Linked DNA regions of Macaca mulatta: region 2 is linked to region 1. A link is a contact called in public Hi-C data. All regions are on one chromosome and are shown on one strand. Each heading gives the region's core, a stretch centred on a gene start, on an enhancer-like site or on the middle of the called end of the contact. The rest is flanking DNA. Distances are from core to core; before and after follow the strand shown.

The links. Hi-C and Micro-C count contacts between places; a contact is called where the count stands out from the background.
Region 2: a Hi-C map of blood shows a contact between it and region 1, with 2.6 times the contacts expected there. The contact joins the promoter of CHIC2 here to the promoter of PDGFRA in region 1. A contact is called at or near these places in 2 of 14 Hi-C or Micro-C datasets (blood and fibroblasts).

The regions. Positions count from the first base shown.
Region 1 is chr5:79,263,001-79,270,398 of T2T-MMU8v2.0, reverse strand. It overlaps PDGFRA (platelet derived growth factor receptor alpha), which reads left to right and starts at 3,916. Exons shown (of 23, transcript XM_015138691.3): 1 at 3,916-4,085.
Region 2 is chr5:79,433,742-79,441,139 of T2T-MMU8v2.0, reverse strand. It overlaps CHIC2 (cysteine rich hydrophobic domain 2), which reads right to left and starts at 2,922. Exons shown (of 6, transcript NM_001257545.1): 1 at 2,734-2,922. The coding sequence starts at 2,852.

The DNA of each region.
Region 1 (7,398 bases), core at 2,667-5,166:
GTATCCAAAAGCCAGATCCAGAGGGTTCCAGTCCTACCAGTCTGTCCCAGCCTCTAAGGAGTGTATGGCCCACCGGGCTGGACTGGACCAGGAAACAAGTTCTTGTCCTCAGGTCCGTAAACAAGCTGTGGTGTTAGGAACCCTCTGCTTCTACTTCTCCTTGGAGAGCGAGCCCCTCAAACCCAGAAGAGAGGCTGCACCTTGAGATCCAGCCAACAACCACAGAGAAGAGGAGGTGGGTGCGGAGTCCTGGGGAGGGTAACTTTCACCTCAAGCTGCACAGACCCATCTCGATCTTTTTGTAGAATTCCTCCTTTTTCAAGACTTGTGCCGTTCTGAATTCTGAGCGTGCAAAGAGACTCCTTAGAGCTAGCTTACAAGCCTCAGCTGGGGCAGACCCGAGGCCAGGGCGTCCCTCTCTCTGCGAGGATCCCTCACATCTGTGCGTCGCCTCCACTACCTCCGGGCAAAGGACCCTTCCGCGCTGGACCCAGGGAGGGGGCTATTCCAGATGCAGCCAAGGGTTAAAGGGGGTGAGGGAAGGAGCAGTTCGCACCATTTTCTTTTGCAAACCACCAAACGGGCCCTTCGTTTTCAAACTGTGAAGCCAGAAACATCCTCTGTTCCCTTGCCCCGCCCATCACCATTTGAAAAAAATAATTCACAAGTTTAAACGTGATTTTCACAACTAACGGCTTTGATAACTGTTACATTCGTAAGGCTTCTAGAGCAAACGGACTTGAATTCTTCGAGGAAAGTACAATTGGGGGTGGGGCTGGAGAGCAGTGGAGGAGAAGACACAAAAAGCCAACTCAGCGGGAAGCGCCCTCAAAGCCAAAGGTGTGGCCCTCGGAGCTGCGGCCGCCCTCGCCCGGGAGTTGGGGCCGGGAGAACGGGCCCTGGAGGCAGGGCAAGGCACGGCGAGATTTTGCTTTTGTTTATAGTGACCGTTTTGATCTGGTTGTAAAAAGTTTACGAGGCCCTCTTTTTGAAGGTGAGCTCATCGACTGCACCTTTTTATGCCCTTGCTCCCAATTTCATGTCGCCTGCTGGCGTAGATGCGCAAGGCCGAGGACAGAACTGTCACAGTCCCTACCCTTTTCTCCTAACTTCCCGGCCCGGCTCAATTCGGGAGTTGAGCCTCCTTCCTCTCCGCACGCAGCCTCCCCGACTCCCCGTTTGGGGAGAAAACCCACATTCTTAACCCCTTGATAATCCCTTAAGGAAAAAACAAAACAAAAAACCCCAAGAGGCTGAAAATTAGAATCCGGGCGCGGGTTGAGATCTGCGCAGAGCTGCCCAGGCCGGTGCAGGTCGCTCCTCTCCGGGTACACGTGATGGCCTGGTACCCTCCTCCCACCTCCCGCACGGCGCCCAGTCAGAAGCACAGGAAGGGGAGAAAAGACCCGCAGCCCGCCTCAGGAGGGCAAGCTTTCTGGCCCCCTGCGGTTCCGGGGCCATCCCGGACCCAGGGCGTCGAGGGACCAATCTGGAAGGATCTTAGAACAAACACTGGGAGAACGCGGCAAGAACTCGCCCCGCCTTCACCCGACGCTCCGGACTGACTGCCGGGCGCAGACCCGACTTCTCCCGAACCAGCCTCGTACCAGCCTTAGAAGGCGGAAAACAGGATTCAAACCCGCCTATGAGCAGTGGTAGGGGCGGGGGCTGTAGGGGCAGGACTCGGTTTAAGGAACCAACCGCCTCGGTTCGAGGGTCTCCTGTCCGGAGGTTGCTCCTGACCACTGGGTTTATTTTGTTTTGCAGAGGAGGCAGATGTTGACCTCTCTTCTTTGCACAGTCTCTCCGCGAAATCTTCCCCCAACCATTTGCTTTCTTGCGCCACCCCCCACCGGGGCACTATCCCCGGAGTCAGCTCCTCAGGCCTTTAAACCTTCCAGAATGTCACACATGGAAACCTTTAACAAATGTTTGTTAATGGTCATAACAAAGGCATCATTCAAATTAGGCAGGTAATTACTACCAGAAGGACAACTGGGTGCTCGCTTGCTCATCCATTGCTTTCTGCTTTAAACTCCTGAGGAGTCGCTGCCTGGAGCCACTCCCGCCCGGGCTGCTTTTCGGGCCCCATTAAACTGCTCTGAAATGAACTGTGAAGTTACCATTTGTGGGCGGAGAGCGCTGGGGCCCTGCGGACGGAAGACCCTGGCTTGACCGGGCTAGCAGTGTCGCCGAAACAAAGCAGTCCTTCTGGGTAGGCTCTCTGTCTCGCGTCCTACCCTCTGGGGCAACTCGCCTAAAAACCCAGTTCTCAACTTAACAGCAAGAAGCCCAGCAGCCGCGTTTGCCTTTTATTCCGCACTCTGATTTTTGGGGGGAATCGTTTGTCCCGCTCATTTTCTACAAACATTACGGTATCCTGTTAGCATTCCGAACAAGGGGCTGTTCATATATTTGCCTTCAATGATTTCCTGAAGGAACATGTGGAAGTAATAGCGAGCTGTGCAGTCACCCGAGCTGAAGATGCACGAGAGCAGGTCGCGTAGAAGAGCTGGGGCAATGGGGCCCCCAGCGCAGCCCCAGGCGCCCTATTTCCGAGGCTGATACCCCAAGATCCTGTCCTAATTAGACACAGCACCGCGCCCGTTGGAGTACTTCTCTGTGACTCTCCTCTGTCCACTGCACTGTGTCCACTCCTGGTGAAGGAGGAGACGGCTGTTGGACGTGCCAGTCCCAACCTGGCCACCTTGGCCATTTTCAGAGTGCTTGTGTGGGGGTGGGGTTGAGGGAGAAGGATGAAGGATGACCCCCAACCCCAACAAGAGAATTCAAAAATCAGAGAGCGAGAAAGGTGAACGCGCTCCCATCCCCCGCTGTCGCTGGGAAGCCCCACTCTGCCCAGGTCTGGTTTCTGGAGCATCAGCGCCCCCTTTCCCTCGCCGGCAGGATCGTTTCCTCCCGACACTGGCCTCGCGCCTTGGGCGCAGGGTTTGGGGCTCAGCTGTCAACTCCGAAGCATTCGTAGGGTTCGACCCACTCGGCGGGAGGGAACGGAGGGAGAATCAAAAGGCACCCTCTCCCACGATGCGGAGGCGGCGGGACGATTCCCCAAACGCCCAAGCTTGAACTTTTTTGTATGCGAGTTAGAAGCCAGGGCAACCTCGCCCAGATAACCCCCAAAACAAAGGCACGACCAGATAAGTGACTTAAAGGGAGTAAAGGTCGTTCTATCGGAGAATGTTCCAAACCTACACAGACCCTCTTTTCTTTGTACCCTATTTCAGACTCCACCCAGTCTTGCACACACACACACACACACACCCACCCCACACACAAAACAAAAACTCATCGTTGTCATATTGGACTCAACAGTTTGCCTAATCCCGTTAAAGAACTAGCAACTATATAGCCCTTAGCCCTTCCCCTAAAAGACCCTTAGTTCAAAACCGCGCAACCGCTTGGAGATTTCTCCCGAGGGCCCTATTTCTAGTTGGGCCGAGTTTGTAGAAGGGACGTTTCTTGATTCTAGATTTATATTCTCTCTGGGTATTAAATGCAATTTTGTATGTTCCTTTTCTTGTTTTCAAAGAGAACACAAAACTATAGCAGTCTAAGAAAATAACCCCAAAATGGGGAGGCAAACTCATTCTGGAAATGATGGGCTGTTTGTAGTTTCACAAAACCGCTTTCCCGGCAGAGCACCAACACCTCCCCCTTCCACCCCCCCATCCCATCTGGTCGGCTTCTCCCCGCCCCCCCAGTTGTTGTCGAAGTCTGGGGGTTGGGACTGGACCCCCTGATTGCGTAAGAGCAAAAAGCGAAGGCGCAATCTGGAGACTGGGAGCTTCAGAGCGCAGGGGAGTTTGAGCGAAACTTTTATTTTGAAGAGACCAAGGTTCGGGGGGGGGCTTATTTCCTGACAGCTATTTACTTAGAGCAAATGATTAGTTTTAGAAGGATGGACTATAACATTGAATCAATTACAAAACGCGGTTTTTGAGCCCGTTACTGTTGGAGCTACAGGGAGAGAAACAGAGGAGGAGACTACAACAGATCATTGGAGGCCGTGGACACACTCTTTACTCCATGTGTGGGACATTCATTGCGGAATAACATAGGAGAAGGTAAGGAAGAAGAAAAAATGATTTTTTGTTTATAAGAGAAGTCCCTGATCAGACTCTGGGACTGGAGAAAGGGAAGTAACTTCAAACTTTGGGCGACAAGAAAAAAAAATGGAGCTGGATTCCAAATGTGTGTCCAGAGAGGAATTTTTTTTTTTTTTTCGGAATAAACTTCACTTGGGGATGGGTGGGAGATAACCATAGAATTAGAAAGTCTAGGGATTTTTTTTTAAACACACATTTTCCAGACCTATTTTTAAAAAACAATGTTTTTCTAACAACCCTATGGCCTCCCAAAGAAATTGTTTAGGCTTACATTTTTGAGGTTTCTTTTGGGAGTGGGGGTGGTGTTCATGAATACTGGGCCGAACACCAAGGAACTGGGGGTGGAGGCAGAGGTGTTTGCCCTCTTCTTGGCAGTGGGTCCTGGAAGGCGACAGGTTTTAAATGAGTGTTTTCATTCCTCGCCTGCGGTTTGGCGGGACAGCGCTGCAGCCCGTGGTGTGGAGCGCGGCTGGGGGACCAGGGGAGGTGGGGAGAGGGGAGCGCGGAGGGGGGCGCGGGAAGGGGTTGCTGGTCGCAGGAGGCGGGCAGGGCTCGGCTGGAGACCGGACCTCCGTGCTGGCCTGCAGCACATGGAGCCGGTCGAATGCGCGTAATTACTGGACGGCGCTGCTCTGGGTGAGAGTCCGGGCCAGATTTGGCGCAGCGGTGACGCGGCTGCGGGACAAGCAGAGGGGCGCGGGCGTGGGCAAGGGTTTGGGGCGCTCTGGAGGGGTTTGTCGGGTCAGTGAGGTGCTAGGGAGAGCGGGTGCCTGCTCGGCTGTACGCTCGGGTTGCACGCCCTAGCGCGGGGGCGACAGCGGCGGCGCGGGCGGGCGGTCTGGAATAATGACAAACACATTTGGCCCTGAGTGAAGAAGTCGATGTCGCCTCGCATTCCAGCAACTGGGATTTGAGGAATTTCGAACCGCACACCAAGGGGTCCTCATTGTGCGCCGTGGCCCCCGCCCCCGCCCGTCTCCCTGCGCCCCCTCCTCGGTGGAACCGTTTCTGCATTGCCCGGGGCTCTGCTGCCGCTCAGTTCTGGCCTCAGGCAGGAAGAGAGGAAAGGTCTCCAGGAAAGTGTCGAACTTCTTGTAAGTTAGGGACCACTTGGAACTGGGGAAATTTGTTTGCAGGTAAGAGAAAGGTGGGAGGTAAACCACATTCTCCCTCCGGGCAACTGAGCCCTGGGCACCCCCTACCCGGCGCCCCTCTCCGCGCGGGGGTGCACGGCACTTGCCGTCTGCGCTCGCCCAGCGCTGCTCGGTCCTCTCTAGTCGCCCTTTTTCTCCATTCTTCTCCCTGCCGGGTTCAGAGCCGTCTGTGCGTACTTCTCCTTCCTCTGCTGTCTACCCCCATGGAAACAAGGTTTATACACGATTAGCTCCGCCCGGCTGCGTCCGGGGAGCGGGCTGCGTCCGTTTGACTCTGAATATGTGGGATCAGCTGTTCTATTCCGAGAGGGTGACGGCCAGTTCGGAGCGACAAGGAGTGTGGCCCGACCCCAGTCCGGTTGCGGGAGGAAGCCAGGAGCCGGGGCCGGGCCAGGTGTGCGGGAACTGTCGGTGACCTGGCCTCGAGTCTTGGTCGGGAGGGACTTGCTGCCCAGGCCGGCTGTCCGTTGTGCATCCCTCCTGCAGCCAGAGGGCCGGTCCCGCACTTCGCTCCCCCAGTTCTGCTAAGACCTCAGGATGTGCGCAAAGAGTGCCTGGAAGAACTTGCCACTCACTCCATCTCCCTGGGTGGGAGGCAAGCATGGATGGGACCCCTATCAGGTCCCGACCGCCCCACGTCCGAAAAGCCCCGGGCTGGGCGGTGTGGGAAATGGCTTTTTGGCTCCGAGGCCGAATTGCTCAATGTTTTGGACCGACTCGCCTCGCCGCGGTCGCTCCTGACCAGAACTAGACAGATTTTTGGAGCAGGGAGAGGCATCCAGGGCAAACGAGGCACGACAATCCTCCGCAGTGCATCTCACCCAACAAACATCCCGCAGCCACAGAAGGGGAGGAAGGGGTCCCGGGCGTGCGCACCTCACCAGCCGCCGCGCTGTCCCACCCCCGACCCCTAATCTGGTCAATCTGGACCCCCGCACTGCCGAATTGCATCCCCTCCCTCTTCTCCCTCTCTCCTCGGCCTCCTCCTTTCCACAATCCTCACTATGAGGAGGCCCTGCCTCGCCTTCCCGACAGGCGCGAGGCCGAGCAGCCTCGCTTTGACGCACAGGTCAGGCCCTACTTCGGAGCTTGCACAGTTTTGGGTTGAGCCAAGTGCAGCTGGACCTCGTTCACAAGAGTGAGGAGGAACGAGAGTGGGGGGACGCCAAGAATGAACCCGTCGTTAGCCCCCGGTGCCCTGGCTCTTGTTTAAATCCGTAGATCGAGAGGGACTTGAAGGAGAGCCCAGGCTCCCAGCTCTCCGCCCCTGGGCCAGTTTCCTCTCGGGACGCGGACTGAGGAGGGATGCAGGGGGAGGGGCATTGGGCTGGGCTTTCCAGCTGCAAACACGTCTGGCGCCGAGGCGGGCCCATTTTGTGCCTCCTGGGGACAGACCGTGGGCGGCGCGCAGCGGCAGGACGCATTTTGGGGACGTGGTGGCCAGCGCCTTCCTGCAGACCCCGCAGGGAAGGACTCCCTCTGACCTCCGGGGAGCTGCGACCAGGTTATACGTTGCTGGTGGAAAAGTGGCAATTCTAGGAAAAGAGCTAAAAGCCTGATCAGTGACCGAAAGGTGTGGGTCTCAGGGTCCCCCTGGTCTAACTCGCCGGGTCCACCGCAGCATCAGCCTTGGGGCGGCAGATAATCTTTCGGTCTCGCCTGGGGCGCAAGATACAGGATCGGGGCAAATGGCATCTCCCAACTTCGCCCTAGTTCAGTTTCTGCCAGATGGTTGTCGTTTGCTGAAGTGGCTCGGCGGCATTTCCTTTTGTTTTAAACTGATCAGTGAGCGAACCCGGGATGGGCTGAAAAAGTAGATTGTAGGAGGGAATAATGGGAACCCCGACTTGGGGCGCCTCCTTCCCTGCCTCCTGCTGCAGTTTCTTGGCCCCCGCGAAAGGGTAGCTACAAGCGCGGGTGGGCGCGGACTTGTCAGGGGGCAGAGGCGGCTAAGGCGCGTGTCGGGCAAGCTGGCACCAGAGGGCACTTTTTTTTTTTTGGACAGAGTCTCACTCTGTCGCCCAGGCTGGAGTGCAGTGGTGCGATCTCGGCTCACTGCAACCTCCGCCTCCCGGGTTCAAGCGATTCTCCTGCCTCAGCCTCCCAAGTAACTGGGA
Region 2 (7,398 bases), core at 1,673-4,172, 170 kb before region 1:
CATGGTCAATTACTTTCAAATTGGTAAGGGAAGACTGCTCTGATCAGCACCTCAGTTAAAAAAAAAAAAGGTGGGGGAGGGGGTGTGAGGGGCAGTGACAAATTTAGCCAGTCTTACTACAACTGTTCTAATAGCTCCTCCCATTTATATTTAAAGCAAGAAAAACTGAATGTCCTCAACAGTCATAGTAACACATATGCACCAATTCTAAAAACCTTTATAGGTGCTAACTGGGCTATCTATTGGCATAGTGCTAGTGTGCCTGGGAATTATGCATGACAGATCCATGTTAAAAAAAAAAAAAAAAAAGTTTTGTATTATTACCTATGTGCCACAAAATAGGCTTAAGTTTTCAATGCAGAAAGATCCTTATTGTCATCAAAATACTTCAAACAGTAATTTAAGCACATACACATTGCTTAGAAATGGAAAAATAACACTAAAGTGAATCACTGTTATGTTTGACAACGGCAATTCTAATTTTTTAGTACTTTGTTTTACACCTGTTTCTCAAAGTGTAAAACTGTATCTGAGGAGAATAATAAAAACTAGTATCTACTGAACATAGTACCACACACGGCAATAAATTCTTTTCATGTACCATCTCATTTAATCCTTAATAATCTTAAAAGGTATCGACTGTAACTACCCCCATCTCAACTAAAGGTCATGAATAAACAATTTATCCAGGAAGTAGCTGAGATAGATTTTAACCCAGAGCCCAGAACCAAGATAAATGGGAGAAGAAGAAAGTTGCTGAGGAAGATCAGAGATTTAACTCCCAATGTAAAAAGGCATACTATTTATTGATGATAGATAGTCCCTCCCTATAACCTGGAATACTTTTCAATCTTGGCTACACATGAGAATCACCTGTGAGATTGTATTATTTATTTATTTATAATTTTAACTATCCATGCCTAGGACCCATAATTTTAACTATCCATGCCTAGGACCCTCACTTAGTACCTGGCCTTCAACTGGCCTGGGGTAGAGCAAAGACAAGGGTCTTTTTTTAAAGTCACCCAGGATTCTAATGGAGAGCTAAGTTTGAAAATCACTAATAATTCTTTGCTACCCTATTAATCTCTCCAGGTAGCCAACCACAATCAAGTTTACTGATTACTTAGGTTCTGAGCACTTTGTCCACTATTACATTTTCCACTTTCAACAAAGTGCTTAGTTTTTCTTCTCCTTAACAGAGGTAACATTACAACTACAGCGGCGTCTTTTTAAATGACAAGATTTAGCTTTTCTTTGATATGAGGAATGTAGAAGGAGGGATAGACGGCATGACAAAGTGTGGAAATCACTTCTTTAAGCATCCACATACTCCTGAGGCTTAAAACAATGCAAAAAGGTCATAAAAGTCAAAATAAAATCAAACGGCAGGTTATGAATTCTGTGATATATGTTAAAAGTTTAACATCCATGATATTTGGTTGTATTTCTTAAGCTGGTGACAACACTTAGAAAGTATTACTGTGGTGATAAATTCCACTGTCTTGTCATGGTGCTGTGATGGCAATTATGCAGTGTTTTTACCCTGTTAAGTCACCTGAATATAAACTAACAGGTGCTAAAGAAATCAAAGCATTACATAAGCATACTCAAACAACAATACAGCTGGTCATATGAGAAATGCAATTATTTTGCTGACAAACTTGTATGAGAAGTCTCACTGTTTCCCTAAGTTATTCACAGCACATCCCACTCACTCTTCACCAAAATATAATGAAGACTATTCCAGATATTTTCAGACTTGCTGGCTCTTTTACTGAAAAAGTGAAGAAGTACAGAGATACCTGGCAAGTATGGAAGTTTGATCTATGATTTGAACAAGAGATCTAAAACGGAAGAGTATCAAAACATCAAGTGGTACAAAACTGTGGACTTCATAGAGAAACATTACAAAACTTCCTGCTTCCGGACAGCTCATTATTTGGTTCAAGTCTTCACATTCCTTTATTTGTCATGGTCTTTCCGAAAGCTTTCATTCCTTATTGTTTAATACCAAACTTTTAATGTTACTAGTGGGACTTTCCAAATTAAGAAGCCCCAAGTTCGTGCCCCAAGGAGGAACTTCAGGACTACAGTTTTCCCTCAGCAACCTGAGCAGAGTGTATGTCCCTCACGTAGTTTTTTGTTGTTGTTGTAAACATATTTCTTTCTGCACATCTTAAATTTGTGTTCAACTATGTATTTTTATCACGTACAACTACAAGAACTTGCATTAGTTGTGCGGAAATGTGTGGAAGAACTGGGAGAACTGTGGGTATGTGTGAAACAGACACGACAGGGAGCTTCGCTGCCAATTGTCACTGGGGTCTCACACGACCCAGATCTGGCCTCTGAGCCATGTCACTGGGTGCAAAGGCACAGAGAACCACAGGATAACTGGGCGAGAAAACAAGGAGGCTCCCCGTCAATACACCCTGAAGGGGAAGGGTGGCCCGCAGGACAGACCCTAATGAAAACCCGTGCCTACTGGGATCGTCACATCGCCCGGGCCTGTAGGGCCTGCTAAAGAGGTGTGTGGAGGAGGAAGGACAGCGTCCGTCCCCACTTCGGAGACCCAAACAAATGAAAATAAGCCAAGTTCTCACTTCCTGGTCGCCGACTCTTTCCGAAGGCCACCGACACCCGACGGACACAGGGGAAACCGCGCTCCCGTGGAGTAACGGGGCCCACCCCAGCCCGCACCTCCCGCCCTCGCCCTTCTCCGGGCCTTACACGGTGACGTGACCGGAGCCGCGGACGACCACCGGGTCCGGCGAGTACTTGAGCAGCTGCTCCTCCAGGGCCCGCTCCTCGTCCTCCTCTTCCTCATAGATTTCGTCGAAATCCGCCATCCTGAGCCTCCGAGAGCCCCTGCCCAAAGGGGCCTGACTCCCGGGATTGGCGCCGGGGTACCCGCGGGCGAGGCGGCGGAGGCTGAGGGGGGGTCGCCGCTGCCGCCGGCTCCGAGGCCGCGGAGTTCGCTGTCGGCTCTCTCGGCTCCCGCTACAGAGGAGATGGGGTCGGGACCGTCGCCGCCACCGCCGCCGCCATTACCATCAGCAATAACAACAACACAATGTCAACATCCGCCCAGAGGCCAACACCTCCACAAGCACAGACGCCGCTGCCGCCGCCGCAGCAGCAACTCAGGCAACCACAGCAACAGCCTGAGCCACCCGCAGCGGGAGCAGCCGGCTACGGCATCGCGAGACTTCCCGGGCCTACGGGTGGGCGGGAGCGTGCGTGGGCGCGTGGGCGCGCGGACTGGCTGGCTGGCGGGCGGGCGGGCGCGCGCACGGGCGGCCTCGCGCGCTCCCAGGCCGCCGTCTTTCCTCTGCTTCCACCCGCGGACGGCGCCCGAGGCGCGCGCTCCCGCCGGCGCGGCCCCGCCCGCAGCTCCTGGGTCGCGGACCCGGGGGGCGGCGGCTCTGCTGACTGGAAGCGGTGACCTACGACTCCGACAACGCAGCTCGGAATGTCCAGTGGGACATTCAGTTCCCCAAAGTCATCTCTAACCAAAACAAACAACTGAAAAGAAAAAGCCCTGGCTGGAATAGACACATTTTTGTGCGTGCCATGCCGGTTTCTCTAATAATCGCATCTCGCTTTTTCTCAGGTTTTGAGTCTATGATGAGTACCAGAGTCTCTTTTTTCCCAATTTCAGGAGTCCAGCAGAGACATTGCAAACATGTGTGTCCACCACAGGATTTTCCAAGACATCTCCAAATTCAAACATCTTGTCCCTTGATCCCCTTTAATATAATCCAATATATAAGGCCAACGATGCTGGTTTTTTTTTTTTTTTTTTTCTTACAAGAAATCTCACAGTAGTCATGCTATGAAAAAAAAAAAAAAAAAAAAACTGATAAATTACCTGGATTCCATATTAGAAGACGCAGTTTCTTGCCCTAGCTCCCTCACCAAACATAACCTGGTTTGTGTTGTTGTTTCCTTAAAACCTTAGGGAATCCCTTTCCTTTTCTTACCAGTTCCTACCACAAAAAAAGACCTGAAAGAAAGGGAGGAGGGGAGGAAGAAAAGGAGGCAGGAAGGAAGAAAGGATGGAAGGACGAGAAAGAATGAAAGAAGAATGGGAGAGAGAGAAAAAAGGAAGGAGGGGAAGAAGGAAGGAAAAGGTTTAATGGAGTCTACTTATCTGCCTCGTAACAGTTGAAGGGTCACTTCGGGTACTTGGTATCATTAAGCATATAAACAGTACAGGGGAAGGGCTTCTGAGAAGAGAGTCCTGGACAGTGAGGACACATCATGGGAGAAGAAAGGATAGTTCTACTGAGCCCAGCGCTGGTCAGGCTATTCTCCAAGTGCAGTGTTCATGTCACAGTAGTCAGCTTTAGATGGGTCACTGTTGACGTGGAGAAAGTGCAAAGGAGGTCAATGAGGACAGTGAGAAATGCCAACCTCCTATTGGAAACAACTGAAGGAAATTGGTGTGGTTAGCCAAGAAAAGATGAAGGAAAACACAGTAGTTGTATCAGACTTATTGTATGCCTCCCTGGAGGATATTTGTTCATTCAACAATTATCTCCTGAACTCTAGCTATGTGGCAGGCACTGTGGGTGTGTGTGAATGAGGCACAGGCCCTGCCTTCCGGTAGCTTATCTATTGTTAAGGCAAGCAATTGTCATCTCTGCCAGGGGCTCCTGGAGGAAGACACAGGGAATATCAGCGGGGCACACAGGAGGCAGCTTGGTCTGGTATTTAACAATGTGGGTTCTGGAACCCGACTACCTGGCCTTGAATCTCAGCTCTGCTACTTACTGTGCGACCCTGGACAAGTCACTCAACCTCCCTGTTCAGTACCTGCCCCTTTGGGATGCTCAGCAGATTCAAGGGCTTAAGATCTGCGAAGTGCTCAGAAGAGGGCCCAGCACACAATAAATACAGGGTGATAATAGGTGATGCTTAAGGCTCTGCAGCTTATCAACCCTATGAGGGTCACCACAGCATTATGTAATATTTTACTGCTTATAAAGCATGTGCATAATACATCATTTAATATTCCCCTAAGAACCTGTGAGGTGAGCAAAAAGGGTGTATTTATTTTCAGATATGCTATGTTTCAGAGATGCTATGATATGCTATACTTCAGAGATGCTATGTGGCTTTCTCAAGGCCATGTGACAATTTAAGATTTAATGGTCTAATTGAGTGGGCCAAGCTTTCCTGAATGTCTTTTTGTTTTTTTTTAAAGACAGAGTCTCACTCTCTCACCCAGGTTGGAGTGCAGTGGCACCATCGTAGCTCACTGCAGCCTTGAACTCCTCAGCTCAAGCCATCCTCCCTCCTCAGCCTCTGAATTTCTTTCTTGGCAGGAGCCAGGAGACTAGTGGCTGCACTCAGTTAATGGAAGAGCTGCAAATGGGAAGATAAGAAAGAGAATAAGAAGGGTCAGTATATCCTGGCACAGCCCACACCTGTGGTCAAGATAAGGGGCTGGTGCCCCAAAGTATCTAAATCATCACATAGCTGACAACTTCCCAAAGATGGAGGAAGCGACACAGAGCTCCTTAAAACTCTAGCACCTTCCACAGTTCCTGCTTCAGAAAAGGAGCTTAATAAATGTTATCTGAATTGAGATATAGTGTTACTAGTGCTCTTTCCAGAACACTGTGATTTAATTAGGCTTCAGAGGACTGTGAGAACCTCACCCTTATCTTCACACTGGCTCGATGTGGGAGAAATGTTCTTATTCTAAGATCTATTCAGCAGAGAGATCTTTGTAACTCCCACTGCCTGGGTATACGGTGCAGGGAGGGAAATGCCTTTTCTTTTTCTTTTTTCCTTTCTCTCTGTGTGTGTGTGTGTGTGTGTGTGTGTGTGTGTGTGTGTGTGTGTGTGTGTGTTTTCTTCTTTTTTCTGCTCTGAAAAACCTGTCAGAGCCAGCAAAAGGGTGTGGGACCTAGGAACAAGGCCAAAGGGGTGAGTGGACATGAGTCAAACATTTTCCTGATGAGAATTGACATCATAATTCCAACCCCCCACCTCCCCTCCGCCCCACCAACCTTCCAAGATCCAGTTTCCTGTGAAACTCCTTCCCCCAATTGCTTCCTGGAGACAAGCCGCTTTTCCAGGATCCTCTCACTCTGTGTCCAGGTACTCCCCTGCACCTTGCTAAATGCCCATCCCTCCATAGCCTCCTCTTCATTGGAGTTTCTCTTTACATTCTCGCCTCACATATTTTTATATTTACCTTCAGACCAAATGGCTCAAAACCAAACTAGATAACGTCTCCGGGCCTCGGGAGTCAGCAAGACTTGTTTTTAAGGCAAATGTTCCTTAGTTAATTCCCTAGATTTGAAAACTTCCCAGTTCCATTTCTACCTCGCAGAATGGCCATTGGCAGCCTCACCTTTCTAAACTTCCTTTTCTTCATCTTCAAATGGAAACTATGTCATGGGTTTCTGGAGGATCAAATGAGATCATGCATGTACTATGGACTGAATTGTGTCCCCCATCCCCAAATTCATATGTTGAAGTCCTATCCCTCAATGTTATGGTATTTGGAAATGGAGCCTTTGGAGGTGATTAGGTTGAGATGAGGTCAAGAGGCTGGCGCCCTCATGATGGAATTTGTGCCCTTATAAGAAGAAATACTAGATAGTTTGCGATCTCTCTGTGCCATGGGGACATGGAAAGAAGAGAGTCATCTGCAAGCCAGGAAGAGGACTGTCACCAGGACCCAAATTATCAGGAACTGTAAGCTAAATTTCTGTTGTTTCAGCCACCCAGGCTACAATGTACTGAATGTTTATATCCCCCCAAATTTGTATGTTGATATCCTGGCCCTCAAGGTGATGGTATTAGGAAATATTAGGGCCTTTCAGAGGTGATTAGGTTATGAAGGCTGAGTCCTCATGAATGGGATTAGTGCCCTTATAAAAGAGGCCCCAGAGAGCTGGTTTGCCCTTTCCACTGTCTTCGAACACAGCAAGAAGACAACCATCTATACAAGGACGAACACCTTCACCAGACACCAAATCTGCCAGCCATTTGATCTTGGACTTCCCAGTTTCCAAAACTGTGAGAAATAAATGTTTGTTTATAAGTCACATAGTTTATGATATTTGATTGGAGCAACCCAAAGGGACTAAGACACAGTCTATGGTATTTTGTACAGCGGCCTGTTTGTGTGGAACAAAATACACTCAGTGTGCTTTTTCCTGTTCTCCCACTTAACAACCACAACCAACACAGAAGACCTCTGTGACCAGATGTGTGGGGGGTTTTCCCCACCAACAAGCAAGCAATCTCAGCTCTGCAGTGGGGCACCAGCTGTATGTCCTAATTCAATTCCAACACTCTCTACCTGGAGATAGCATCAAATCCTACAGGGTGAGGGCTCAGTGGGCAAGACTCCACCCTCCACTTCAAACACCA